Regions from separate parts of the Gossypium hirsutum genome. Here region 1 is linked to region 2. Evidence: chromatin contacts called from public Hi-C data. All regions are on one chromosome and are shown on one strand. The core of a region is the stretch at or near the end of the contact, and the rest is flanking DNA. Distances in the headings are between cores, read along the strand shown. Region 1 holds the start of LOC107962273 (cation/calcium exchanger 4). Region 2 has its middle 11 kb from the start of LOC121231563.

The links. Hi-C and Micro-C count contacts between places; a contact is called where the count stands out from the background.
Region 1: a contact with region 2 is called in a Hi-C map of leaf, with 2.5 times the contacts expected there. The contact joins the promoter of LOC107962273 here to the enhancer-like site in region 2. A contact is called at or near these places in 9 of 34 Hi-C or Micro-C datasets (anther, callus, hypocotyl and 2 more).

Annotation. Positions count from the first base shown.
Region 1 is chrA06:114,120,953-114,127,494 of Gossypium_hirsutum_v2.1, reverse strand. LOC107962273 (cation/calcium exchanger 4) reads right to left here and starts at 3,173. Exons shown (of 1, transcript XM_016898589.2): 1 at 577-3,173. The coding sequence starts at 2,861. The coding sequence ends at 894. It overlaps LOC107962272 (a long non-coding RNA gene), which reads left to right and starts at 4,862. Exons shown (of 2, transcript XR_005928690.1): 1 at 4,862-5,343.
Region 2 is chrA06:113,963,565-113,970,321 of Gossypium_hirsutum_v2.1, reverse strand. It overlaps LOC107962269. Among protein-coding and RNA genes, the nearest start is that of LOC121231563, 11 kb to the left of the region's middle. Within about 2 kb of position 1,886, at least 3 of the 9 cell types and tissues checked have an H3K27ac peak or open chromatin away from gene starts, as enhancers often do.

The DNA.
Region 1 (6,542 bases), core at 1,924-4,423, 160 kb before region 2:
TGTCAGATAGGCACGACCCCAAAAAGTATACCATTTTAGTAATTAATCTAGCTGACAACTCATTTTGGTGTATAAAATTTTTTTTATAATATTAGGGTAAAAAACCCTAAAATTACAGATAACTAGTGACGTGTCGGATTCTGATTGAAATTGACAAAAAAAGAAGTCCATTCTCAAAAGGGCCTGCTGATAACGCTTAAACATTTGGTTTAGCATTGATATCTTATTTCTTTCTCTAAGAAGATGGTTCCATTTACGGAATCTTATCCTACTAAGTTATAAAGAGGGCTTATGCAGCCACAAAATCATCTCAATTCCAGATTTTTTTTTTCTTAAAGAAAGATGCTTACAGCTTAGCACAAGGCAGAGGGCGAGGAAGAGTCAAAACCAGAAAGGAGAATGAAAGAGAACAGGGTTACATCGTAGTTGGCAAACTGTTTCCTTAAATATAGTGTCAATCGAAGGCAAAGCTATATATGAGTTGCCACATTCAAACAAGCGCCCACAACTAATGGTCATTTCTGCTATCTTCAATCCATAAACAAAGAATCAGATGTTAGAAAAAAGAACCTTAAATGAAGATCAAACCTAGCACCGAGGAAATATTATTTGAAAACCGTAAGGACACACCAGTTATATGCAACAGGGAATTGGTATTGACAGAATTTACTGATGAAATGGTTTGACAGATTTTTCCAACAAGCACTGCGAGCCCACAGTGAGTTATATATCATTTGCCTATCTAAGTAAATCTTACAACAATGGCTTTCTCTGCCATAGAAATCTGAAAGTTGATATAGTACTTGGAAACTGAAAACTAACCAATCAATCTGACAAATCATTTCTACTATGTCAGTTTACCTGGTCGACCTAGTTACAGCCAATAAAACGAATCAGCTTAAACCACGCAGTGATGTAAGTCCCAAAGCACTGCTCACCTTGAGAGAAAGAAATATCAGATAAAGCATTATAAGACCCAATCCTAATATCTTGCTAGGTCTCATGTCATTTCGAGGCAAAACTATAAGTGCCCAGATTAGTCCAGACATGAGAAAGCCCATGGTGTAAAACAAGCTGCTATCTTGAGGAACTAAGTATGAGGAAGGACTCTTTGATGAAGCTCCAAGCAGCAATGAGATGCCCAGACCAACAAGTGTGTTGAACATAGGACCCGCATAGCAGCCAGACATTGCAATCTGCACACTATCACCACCATTCATTGCCAGTGCAACATTTGACACCAAATCACCCATTGAATTGCCCCAAGCCAGAATAGTTACTCCAAGAATGGAAGGATTAATTCCAAATATCACACCAAATGCTACCAACAGAGCAACAAGCTCATTCGCAATCATATAAAACCAGACAATGCTCGTAAAAAATCCCCCAAATACCCATGGAATTAAAAACCTCCGAGGCGGATGATCGGATGCAGTATGCTTACATGCAAGAATACCAAGTGTGCAACCAGCTGCAACACTGAGACACCATGTGATCACTCGACTCTCAAAGCCCACATCACCTTTGCTATTCCACAGAAATCCTAACAGAACAGGAGCCAATGAAACACTAGCCACAGCATATGGTTTTGACCATGATTCCTGATCAACTAGAGGAATTGTTAGCCTCCTTGGAACTGTCAGCGGCAACTCCAGGAGCGATAATAATATAGAGCAAGAGAATGGTGACTCATTAGTTTCCATGCCCTCTTCAGTCCAACCCCATGGAGGCCTGTCTTCAGCTAATGGACTGGCTTTCATGAATTGATTGGAATATATAGCAACATTTGAAGCCCACATCCATTGTGGCAGGGAACTAGGTAGATGGGGTGGATCATTTCCAGTGTCCACGTCCAGCAGATAACTATAAAGAAAAGTATCCTCTTCGTTTCCTTGTGAAAACAGATTTCCTCGGACAGGAAGCAATGGTGTAACAACATCCAATTTCAACCCCCCAGTATGTTTCCACAGAATCTCATTTGCAACCACAGAAAATGCATAAATCACATAGATCATGACAAATGCAATGGCACCCCAAATACTCACCTTGCCAATTATCAATATCATTGTAAGTGACATGAGCATAAAAAGGAAGAAACAGATATCCCTAATGAAGCATCTTTTATCAATCTGAACCCTGGTCCCCGCTACACAAAGGGAGACAGCCCCTACAACAACACAAGTAACAAAAACTCCACCACCTAACACGCTATTAAGACCCACTCCACCTGTATCCGTCCCCAAAAATGCAGCTATACTTGCAAACACATCCGGTGCCCCATTTCCCAACGGAAGGAGTGCAACCCCAGCAACAGTTGGAGGCAACATAAGCAGATATGAAAGCTTCTCCAATGAACGGCAAAAGTAGTCCGCTGCAGTGTTACCCAAAAGATAAAACAAAGAAACAAGCCAAACACCCAATATCAAATAGCCCACTATCCTAAATTCTCCACAACCACAATAGAAGAACTTAATGTAATCAAAGAATCCATCTGAAGAACACTGTGGATTCGATTCCAGGAACTCACATTGATTAGCAAAACCCTGATGATTATTCAATCCGGTACAGAAAACAGGATGGCCCAAGCTTACATTCAACTCATTCTGCTGGCCCTTCCCAAAAGCTAAATTTGACGAACTGGCATCAAGTTCGCTAATTTTTCGACGAATTATACCGACGTGATCAAGTACGGTTCTTTGATTCAAATTATAATTAATAAGCCCAGACGATTGGCTAATGTGAGGGTTCCTTAAGAAATCAACCCGGGTGTAAAAAAAGAACAGTAGAATAATGGCAGATAATCCATTGAAAATCCCATGAAATTTGGGACTTTTTGAAACATAAAGACAATTATTACTCATAAATAAAATCTCTTTATCTAAAATAAAACATCAAGCTTTTAAAAATTCCTACAAAGTGAATTAGGCTAGGGTTTTCAGCTAAGGAACTAGGAAACCCCAGCCTTTGAATTCAGAAGAGAAAACGAATATGAAATTTAGGATACTTACCGATGACCCCAAGATTAAAGAGGAAATGGAATTTAATGGCTCTTTTTGGGACAGTTTTTCCAACGCAGAAGTTCGTTGACAATAATAATCAGGGAATTTTTGAAAAAATTAATTTGGAGGAGAAGTTGGTTAGAAATTTCTCATGACTGCTATTTTTTTTCCTTTTTCTTTATCACCCCTTTATTATTTATATTAATATATACTATTTTTTAATGAGTGCTAATTTTTTATTACATTTTTATAAAATTTAAAAGTTATTTTTTTTCAATTAAGAAAAAACTATTTTACTCGTGTTAATTTCATGCTTTATTAATAAGAGAATCATGGTTTGCAAAATCCAATCGGTTTCACTAATTTAATATTCAAAAAATTTTAAAAGATGAAAAATTTTGAAAAAATTAATCAGAATTTTAAAAAATATTATACGTAATTTTTTATGTGTTTATATTTCTAATTCTTTAAATGGTATAATTCTACAATTTAAAATATATATATTTACTAATTAAATGAACATAGGTATAATTTATAATAAAATTCTACTATTTTTGATAAATAATTTAGAGAATAAACTGTTTAAAAAGTAATGAAAAACAGAAAATAATTGATAATAAAATATTAAATAATTAGATAAAATAAAATTGAATTAATATATAAATTATTAAAATTAATATAGAAATTTGGAACTAAGAGGACAAATTTAATGTTATATTACCTTATAATCAATTAAATAAATTTTCAATCTCTTTTCGATACTATTGTTGTTCGAATATGATTCGACTACTAACTTATTATTACTAATTATCTCCGTTTGCTACTTGATTGAATGTGTTTAACTATTTGATAATATTCTCTAATATTAATTAAGTGATAATTAATGGATAAAATAAAACTCAATTTTACAACAATCTTTCTTTTAATTGATTTAACATAGTACTTTGCCTCTAATAAACTTAAATTAAATTATAATTAGATTTAAATATCAATTAAAAGATTTAAATTAAATTATATTTATTACTTAAAATAAATTTAAAATTTATGTCTCATATATTAAAATATTAATAATGAGTTACAATAAAGTATTTTAATATTTTTTATAATAATTTAAGTTGATGTATTTTATATATCATAATATTATAAATTTGAATATTATTTAAATTTATATTTTTTACTTTATAATATCAAATCTACAATAAACATTTTATCCTTTCAAAAATATTTTTTAACAAATTTACTAAATATTTAAAGCTTAAATCAAATTTTTCGGTATAAGTAAAATTTTTAATTACCATACTTTTTTTTATTCGCTATATCTGGTTTACATATAGTGTTTGGGATTTGTGACTACCATTTTCAATAATCTTGTCTCCAAAATTTGAGTTTACATTCCTTTGAGAATGTAATAGGTCTTACCAGTGCACCCAACACTTAATAGTGATCACAAATACTACTTGAAGTTAACTTTATATTAATATTTAGATGTCAATACAATTTGTAATTATTACAATACTTAAATGAAAACTAAAACTTTTAAATTAAATTATTATTATTTTTAGTTGTCAATCTAATAATATGATAAAAAAAGAGAGAGAATATTTTTATTTATTCAAAACTTTATCTAAATTCATGCTTTTATATATATTATAGATAGATAATATCTTAAACATTCATTATACATTACAAATTCAATTAAAAGATTAGCAAAGCTAATTTTATTGACTCTAAAACTTGGAATGTTTTAAAACATTATTGAAAGACTAATACACTAAACTAAAGTCAAAGTAGTTACAAAACATTAAAATATTCCAATCCATAACCCAAATATTAAAAACATTACAATCCTTAATTCATGATGCGAAATCTTGGGAATAATTTTTTTTTTTTGAAATTAAAATTGGCCGGGTACTTTATTTGGAAAAAGAAAACTAAAATAGGCCCAAACAGATCAATTGGGCTCAATCCTACTCTGGCTAGGAACATACAAAAGAAGAACGGCCTTACTGGACAGTTTAATAGTGGAGGCCTCCTAAAGGAATTAAAAAAAGAAAAGAACTATTAACTGGATAAGAACGACAGAAGCAATAAATGATAATGAAAAGAAAACAGGAAACCTACGCATCCACCCCGGTCAACTCAAACTACTGGCATCCATTAAAACTACTCGCATTTTCATTTCAAAAACCACCCGTTCTGATGATAGCAATTCCCAAAGAGAAAAATAAATCATTTCTGCTATCTGGTTGTGAGTCTCATTTGTCTCAAAGGTCCTTCAGTCTGGGCATCGTGGCCATCGCCCCGCCGAACCGAACGCCTGGTCATGTAGTTCTTCTCCCGTCAGGTACGATCTTTCTCCTCTTGCAAGTGTGTTCTTTGCGATTCTATGAGCTCTCAAGTTCTCTGTTCTGTGGATATACTGGAAGTGGATCTCTTGAAATCTGGTTGTTGTATTTTGAATATCTCTGATAATCGCTCCGATCTCTGATTTGTCTTTTGTTGTTGTTTTACACTTTTTAACAACTGTTCTGGAATCCCCATGATTTTAACCGATTGCAAACCCATGGAAATCCCTAACTTAATGGCTTCATAACATGCATATGCTTCTGCTGCAAATGCGGACACGTTGCTGTGAAGGTTCGACTTTAATGCCAATAGTTCACCCCTAATCCCCCACGCTACCAGACCTGTCGCTGACTTGAAATTTCTGCCATTAAAAGCTGCATCAAACTTAACCGTCAAACTTGGTGAGTCTTCCTGAGCGCTTTGGTTTTTGATGGTATTAACATGACTCTTTTTTGATCGCATTCCTTCGTATTCCTCCATATGTCTCTGTACGCTTTTTGCTAGATCTGTGCCAGTCGTGCTCTTTCTCTCATGAATAAATTGATTTCTGGAAAACCAGATTAACCACAAAGCATAGCAGAAAAGCTGGCATTGTTCATCATTCCCTCTCGTGAAAACCTAGGTTAGCCACTCCCAAATATTTTGACTCGCAGTATTAATTACCCAGGAAAGCTGTAACTTTTGCCACACTTCTGTTGATATAAGACCGTGACGAAAGACGTGGAGGCTATCTTCAACACTGAAACAGCATCGAGGTCGAAACTATTTTTTAAAGTGATGTTTGAAAAACGCAAATTGATTTTTGAAAAATGAAAACGGGAGTCGTTATCAATCTTTTTAGGTGTGATTGGATCATTTTATAAAATGTTGTAGTCTATTAAAATTAAGAAAAATAGGTTCGGGAGTCGGTTACGAAGGATTAGCACTCTTGCAACTCTAAAAATTGGTACCAAATTGAATAGATTTTTGTCTTAATGTCAAAAACTTGAAAGGATTTAAAAAATAAGATTTTTTTTAATTGGAATTATTTAAGTTAAAAAAATTGAAATTTTTTAGCTCTAAAAGAATATAAACATTACATCCAACATGTTAAAGACATGATATTCTTAAACTTTCGTAATTGAAATTATCTCGTGATTTACAAAATCTATTTAGAATGATACTTTAAGCATTTAGACAAACGAGAAATCGTAACTT
Region 2 (6,757 bases), core at 637-3,136:
GAGTCGGAACAAGGACAAGCGAATAGGCTAACCAAAGAGATGATTGCTTGGAGTAACTTGTGCTAGGGAATCGATCCTTTCTACATCTTTTTTCAGGGTACTTATAAGAAAGGTTCCGTTTTCCATTGATATGATATGGTAGGATATACATTTAGCCTCACAAAATGCGTAAAGGCTAATCATGTCCGTATATAAAAAGAAATTATGAGTATAAGGTAGTTATACCTAAATAGACTCCTTATTGTCTTAGAATTGTGTTCAGACTCAAATATGAGTGGGTGTCTTCTTACTTGAGTAAGTGGTTGAAAATGGGTACTACTTAAGGTGGAGTCAATGCCAAAGTCAACAATGTGTTTGGTAGTGACACGTGTCTGACTGGCGAAGGGCATGTATAACAATGAGAAAGAAAATTTATTGATATATTCCATTCAAACATGTAAGACATGCAAGGAATATGCTAAAAAAATCACGGAATATAAATATATATATATATAAACCCGTCAAAAAGTATTTTACTAACCTCATTGTTGGGAAGAGTTAGTTATAAGTAAGTTGTTATGTATAAAGTAAAAACAATTTAGAGCTGAATAAAAAATTATTTTCTAAAATAAATTATAATAAAAGAGGAAATCTAAGAAAAGCAACCATAGACGCAAATTAGATATTTTCTATTATAATAGTTAGATGAGAAAGAAAATTTATTGAGATATTCCATTCAAACATGCAAGGAATATGCCAAAGAAATTATGGAAGATAAAAACAAAATAATAAAGTCGTAAAAGAATATTTTACTAATCTCATTGTTAAGAAGAATTAGCTAAAAGTGAGCTGTTATGTATAATGTAAAAAAAATTTAAAGCTAAAAAAAAATTATTTTCTAAAATAAATTACAATAAAAGATGAAATCTATGCAAAGCAAAGATATTTTCTATTGCTATAGTTAGATGAAAAAGAAAATTTATTAAGATATTCCCTTCAAATATGCAATACATGCAAGGAATATGCCAAAGAAATCATGGAAGATAAAAACAAAAATGCAAAGCCGTAAAAAAAAATCGAGCGAAGGAGATAATTATGGAAGAAGTAATCAAGGTTTAAAAATCAAGAAACTGAAACGATAATAGGTATTTAGTAGGAGGCATTCATAAGAAGTTACCATAATAACATTAATAGTAAATATGATGCCAAGCTAAAAGCTTTCCTTTATTCCAAATATTGAATATTGAAAAGGTGTTTCCTTTTGGTGCTGAGATAGTATTTAAGGTGAAACGGATGGTTTTAGTGATTATATATAATGTAACTGTTCCATTTTTTTTTCTTTATTGAATTCAGTAGTTTTATTTCATCCTTGGTTTTTGGCATTCTTATTTTACTCTCATTTAATTAGAAATAATTATTTCTTATTTTACCCTCATTTAATTAGAAATGGTGTATTCCAACCCTATTTAATGTATAAAACTCTTTTGAGAATTGATTTTATATAATATATCGACTACCACTTTCCAAGCAACTCAACCAAACATAACTGAAAAATCATTTATTTTTAATTATTGGCCGGGGGATTTATGCCTTTAATCAACTCATTTATTTTAATCATTGGCAGCACGATTTATGTCTAATTTGTTGCGGCGTTTTTGCTGTCGCATTGTGTTCTCTTTTTTCAGCTTTTGTTTCTTCTATTTGCGTAATTGTTGCTTTCTTCATTTTCTTTCAATAAAATAGACTTCTATTGAGGAAAAATTTACTAACCATGCTCTTAGTCTCTTTAACGAAGTCATCTTCACTTTAATGTTTTGTCCAACTGCAAACAATTCTTAATAGACTAAACCCGTATGAGTCTGTTATGAACAGAAATCGAGAAGCCAAAAATGGCAGAGAAGGAAGGGAAGGAAGAGAGAAATTCCAAAGAGAAAAAAAGGAAGAAGAAGAAGAAGAGAGAAATCGGAGAAGGAAAGAGAAGGAAAAAGAAAGAGGAATTCTATGCAACCCCCTCAACAATTACAAGCCATTATATAAGGGAAAAATAACAGAAAATGAAAAATAAAAATTGGAAAATAACAGTACGGTGCCTAGTCTTCATTTTAACCTATAAAAATTTCCTCCACCTCAAAAATATCCTTGTCCTCAAGGATCAAAGTGAGGAAAAGTGCTTGAATGTTCAATAGGATAACCATAAATACCCATTCTTCAATCAAGCATAGGACATCCATAAGTACAAAGTTCATGACAAGAACATCAAACTTCAATTCAATGGGATATAGATCATCAAACAGTTCTAGCCCAACACCATCCATTGTGTCATTAGGATCAGTAACCTTATGCACTTTGGTACCCATGGTAGTAAATTTCACATTATTATAAATACGGTTACCATGCGACTCGCCTGCAACTGGATGGTATAAAAGGAATTGTTTTGGCCATTGATAGTTAACCCACATCTCATCCCTGTGATCAATAAGAGGGAAAGTTTCATCATTGTTATGCAAGATAGAATCTGATACAACCATTTCTGCAACAACCCACATGACTTCATTGAACCTAAGGCCAAACTCCGTGTTTAATGGAAATCTACACATTTTCTCTAAATTAAGACAGCCATTACAAAACTCATGAAGTGTAAGTAGAATGGGGAGAGGAAGAACGTGACCCACAAGCGAATCATCAAGTTGCATTTTATGCGACCACTAAGTGTTGAGGCGTGGCCTCCCTAGTAGGAATGGAGGCAGCCGGGAAAAGCCTAGAGCAACTGAAAATTGCAGAGGCATGGCCATGCCATCGAAGGGCACATCAACTAGCTTAGGATAGCTAAAGAAAGCTAGTAGTAAAAGTTCCAAAGGAAAAGTTGCCCACATTAAAGACAAAAGAAAGTGCAAGAGAGGACCTGAATCAACCAAATCTACAGACCATCAACTTCTCACACAAAATTTCATGAAAGTCTAAGTTAAATTACTCCTGATGAAAATCCTTATGAGACTTCTGCATCTCAGAACCTAGGCCTTGCGCAAGATTGTCATTCAAACAACCATGAAAATAGTCAAGGTTCAAATACTTAAACCTTTTAGGAAATTCATATTCATCGTCACATGAGGAGTATAGTAAGCTATCCTCAAAATTGAACAATGGTTCTTTGTGAGCTATATCAAAATTCTGCACCAAATCACATGAGGCACAATATCGTTGAGCTTCATTCTTCCCTGAAGACATTAGCCTAATCAAAATTAACCCACCAAATTCATCTGACTCGCACACCAACTTCAAGATATCCCTGCTAAAAAGGGTTTGCAAAACTTTGAAATTTTTATAGCAACAGATCTTTCATTAATTGAAGACAGCCTGAACTTACAATTCCAAAATGATCCCAATATTATGCAAAAACTTGATTCAGTTTCCCACTGATATGTATCATCCCTAAATTGTGACCTTAATTCTGATAACCTAATCACATCAATGAAGCATGGATTATCTAGATTATGAGCCCAACACAACAATGGCACCCTTGGTTTGTGCACTTCGCAAAGAAGAAATAAACTTTTGGAAGCCAAAACAAACTAAAACCCATCAGCTCCTACTCTAGAAAACGCTAGGAACTGATCCTCATCAACTACATCATATGGGCTCAACATCTCAATCTTAGCTAAACAGTTTACATTACACTTATTACGCTTAAAATCAAGTAACAAAGCAACATCTGATCGGGCAACAACTAAAATCCTAGGATGCCAATTGAACTCAATACCCAACCATTTATAATTCTCTGTACCACTCGAATCATCCCATAAAACTCTAAGTTTACTACCTTTAACATAGTCATTGAGTCTCTGACAATTAACACAATTAGTTAAATCAAACAAGAATAGATGTACCATTTTCTAACAAAACCACACTTTCTTCATGCATGTATGGACTACAACAAGCATAGACAATTGAGGAACTCTTGAATAGCTTACTGCCTAAGTAATCTAAAGTAGGGATTTTTCTAGGGTTATCAAATCTAACCGAATGCCAATGAACAAAATTAGAGTAGAAGCCATTAAATTCCCAACAACAGAATCACCTGAAATCCTATCGAAATCATCCATTGGATCGTTTTTTACTGGCACTCCATTGAAAGAACATTCATTTGGAGGAACCTTACCCATCACTGTACACCTATCATTTGTCCCAGTTATGGCATGCCTCACTCATGTCCCTGACATTTTTTGTGTAGTTGAAACAACCAAAATACTAACATCAAGTTCACCTTGTTCTAGTACCAGAGGAACCTTGAACATCAGATCCAATTGAAGCACTTGATTTTTGACTTGCAAAAATGAACCTTTTACCTTTACAGTCAATGCACGAAAGAAAGCAATAGCAGCGCAGGCTTGATGGAGCTTGTTCTTAAGGATCGCGGGATACTCATTCGTGTCAATCAGTACCATCAGTGCCTAATCAAACGGCGGAGCGTTACGATTATTAAACCTTTTTACCTCCACCACACCACCATCCCCATCACTATTTTCATATTTGAAAACCGACGTTTGAGGTACTGCCAAAGACGTACCAATCACATTCTCACCCGCACATAACCCCTGGATCGCCGCACAAGCACCGTAAAACTCTATGTCAAGTTGACAACAGTCATCATAAATATTACAGCCTTGTAGAGAAATTCTAACTAAGATAACATTCAAGCATCCTTCAAACTGGATCAGTGCTTAAAAACCAGCCGATTTTTGAAATGTGACGATCTTCTGCACAAATCCATGAGGTGAAAAAACCTGATGGAGCACTTCTATAGTAATAAGGTAAAGCATATGATAGATTGTGACCAAAAGGGCTCGATTCAATTCATCACCAGCCATGGAGAATTGATTGAAACTCTGATACATTTTGTTACGAAAAAAAACCAAGAAGCCAAAAATGGGAGAGAATGAAGGGAAGGAAAAGAGAAATTCCAGAGAGAGAAGAAGAAAGAAGAAGGAAGAAGAAGAAAAGAGTAACCGGAGAAGGAAAGAGATAGAGAGAAAAAAAGAATTATGAGTGTAACTAGAGCTGTGCATGTACCGGGCTGGGTGGGCCCATTAAAAAAAATTTGGCCCGTTTTCAAGGTCGGGCTTGGCCCGGCTCGAAATATGGGCTTAGAAATTTGTCCAAGTCTAACTTGAGAAAAAAATGATAAGCCCGAGCCCGACTCGGTCCGGTCATATTAATTTTTTTTTACTTTTTTTATTAAATAAAAAACTTTAAAATATAATAAATCAAGTACATCTAAAACATAAAAACAAATATTAAAACAAAAAACAAATAAAAAATGAGACTAAAACAATTCTTCAAATAATACATAAATTAAAAATATAATAAAAAGTAATTATATTAAAATTGAAAAATTGAAACAAATTAGAACTAAATTAAGAACCAAATTATATTAATAACAAAAGTTTTACAATATCAAAATAACATTAAAAACAACAAAAGAGTAAAGTAAAAGTACTAAAGTTACTTAAAATTAAAAATTAAAAAAATTAAAAAAATTTAATATTAAAATTGGGCCGGTCCCGGGCCAAAAAAAATCTTACCCGAGACCCGACCCATTTTCTAAACGGGCCTCATTTTTTATCCAAACCCATTTTTCGAGCCTATATTTTTACCCAAACCCTCCTATTTTTCAGGCGGGTCTTCGGGCCGGGCCGGGTCGCCCGGCCCATGCACACCTCTATGTGTAACGAATTCATAACCCCTTAGCAATTACAAACCATTATATATAGGAAAAATAATAGAAAATATAAAATGGAAAATAACGGTACAGATTAGCTTGGATGAAACGCTTTGTTTCATTACAGCACGTTTGGTTGCCATGAATAATCAAACTATTCTTGGATGATTCGGTGATAAATAGCTTGGTTCACCGAATCCTCCATTCGACAGAATTTCATTCATCTCCCATTCCACCTCCTCCCATAATCGCCCTTTACCACCCTCCCTCAGCAAACACCTCAAGTTACCACACCCCAACTCTGTCTCCTCGTTCCCGTTTAGTTATTCTCATCCTACGATCATCATCGACAGAGATCTCGACATTGTAAAAAGCTTCCCCAAAATTGAGACGATAAGGTTATTCCCCTCAATCTCACCTTCATTGTGAGAATTTCATCTCTTTGCTTCCCTGCTTGTATTTCACTAGTAGGGAGCTATGAAAAAGATGAGTTTTCGAAAAAAAATTGGTCGATTGGTTGATCCGATTATTTTAGGGCAATTTAGGGTTAGAAAGCTAAGCTTTTTTTTTTTTGAATTGTTGGGCATTTTTGTTTATTGTAAGGGATTTCAGGTTGCTTGTTTCAATAGTAAGGGATTTCAGTTTCAGGTTGGAATTTGTTGTTTGTGGTAAATGGGTTGATGGGGTTTTGAATTTTGAGCTTTGAATCAGTTACAGAGTTTTTGAGCAAGAAAAAAAAAGAAAACAGAGGCGGGGGAGATGAGGAAATTGTTTTACTAGTAAATTTGCCATTGCTTTGCCTTTTTCTTTTTTTTTTTCAATTTTGATTCTGAAATGTTAGGCTAGTTACAGTGTAAGCTGAACAAAGCTTTTCAGTTGAGAAAACCATTGAAGTTAAATTAAAGAGAAATTCAACATATGTGCTAATACGCTTTGTTTATTTTTGAATGTTAATGCTTAGAGAATCATAAATTGCATAGAGATTTAGCTACTGCATCGGGTTTTAGATAAAATTTTACCAGCATCATTATTTTGATCTTGAATTGCTTCGTGACAGTTCTT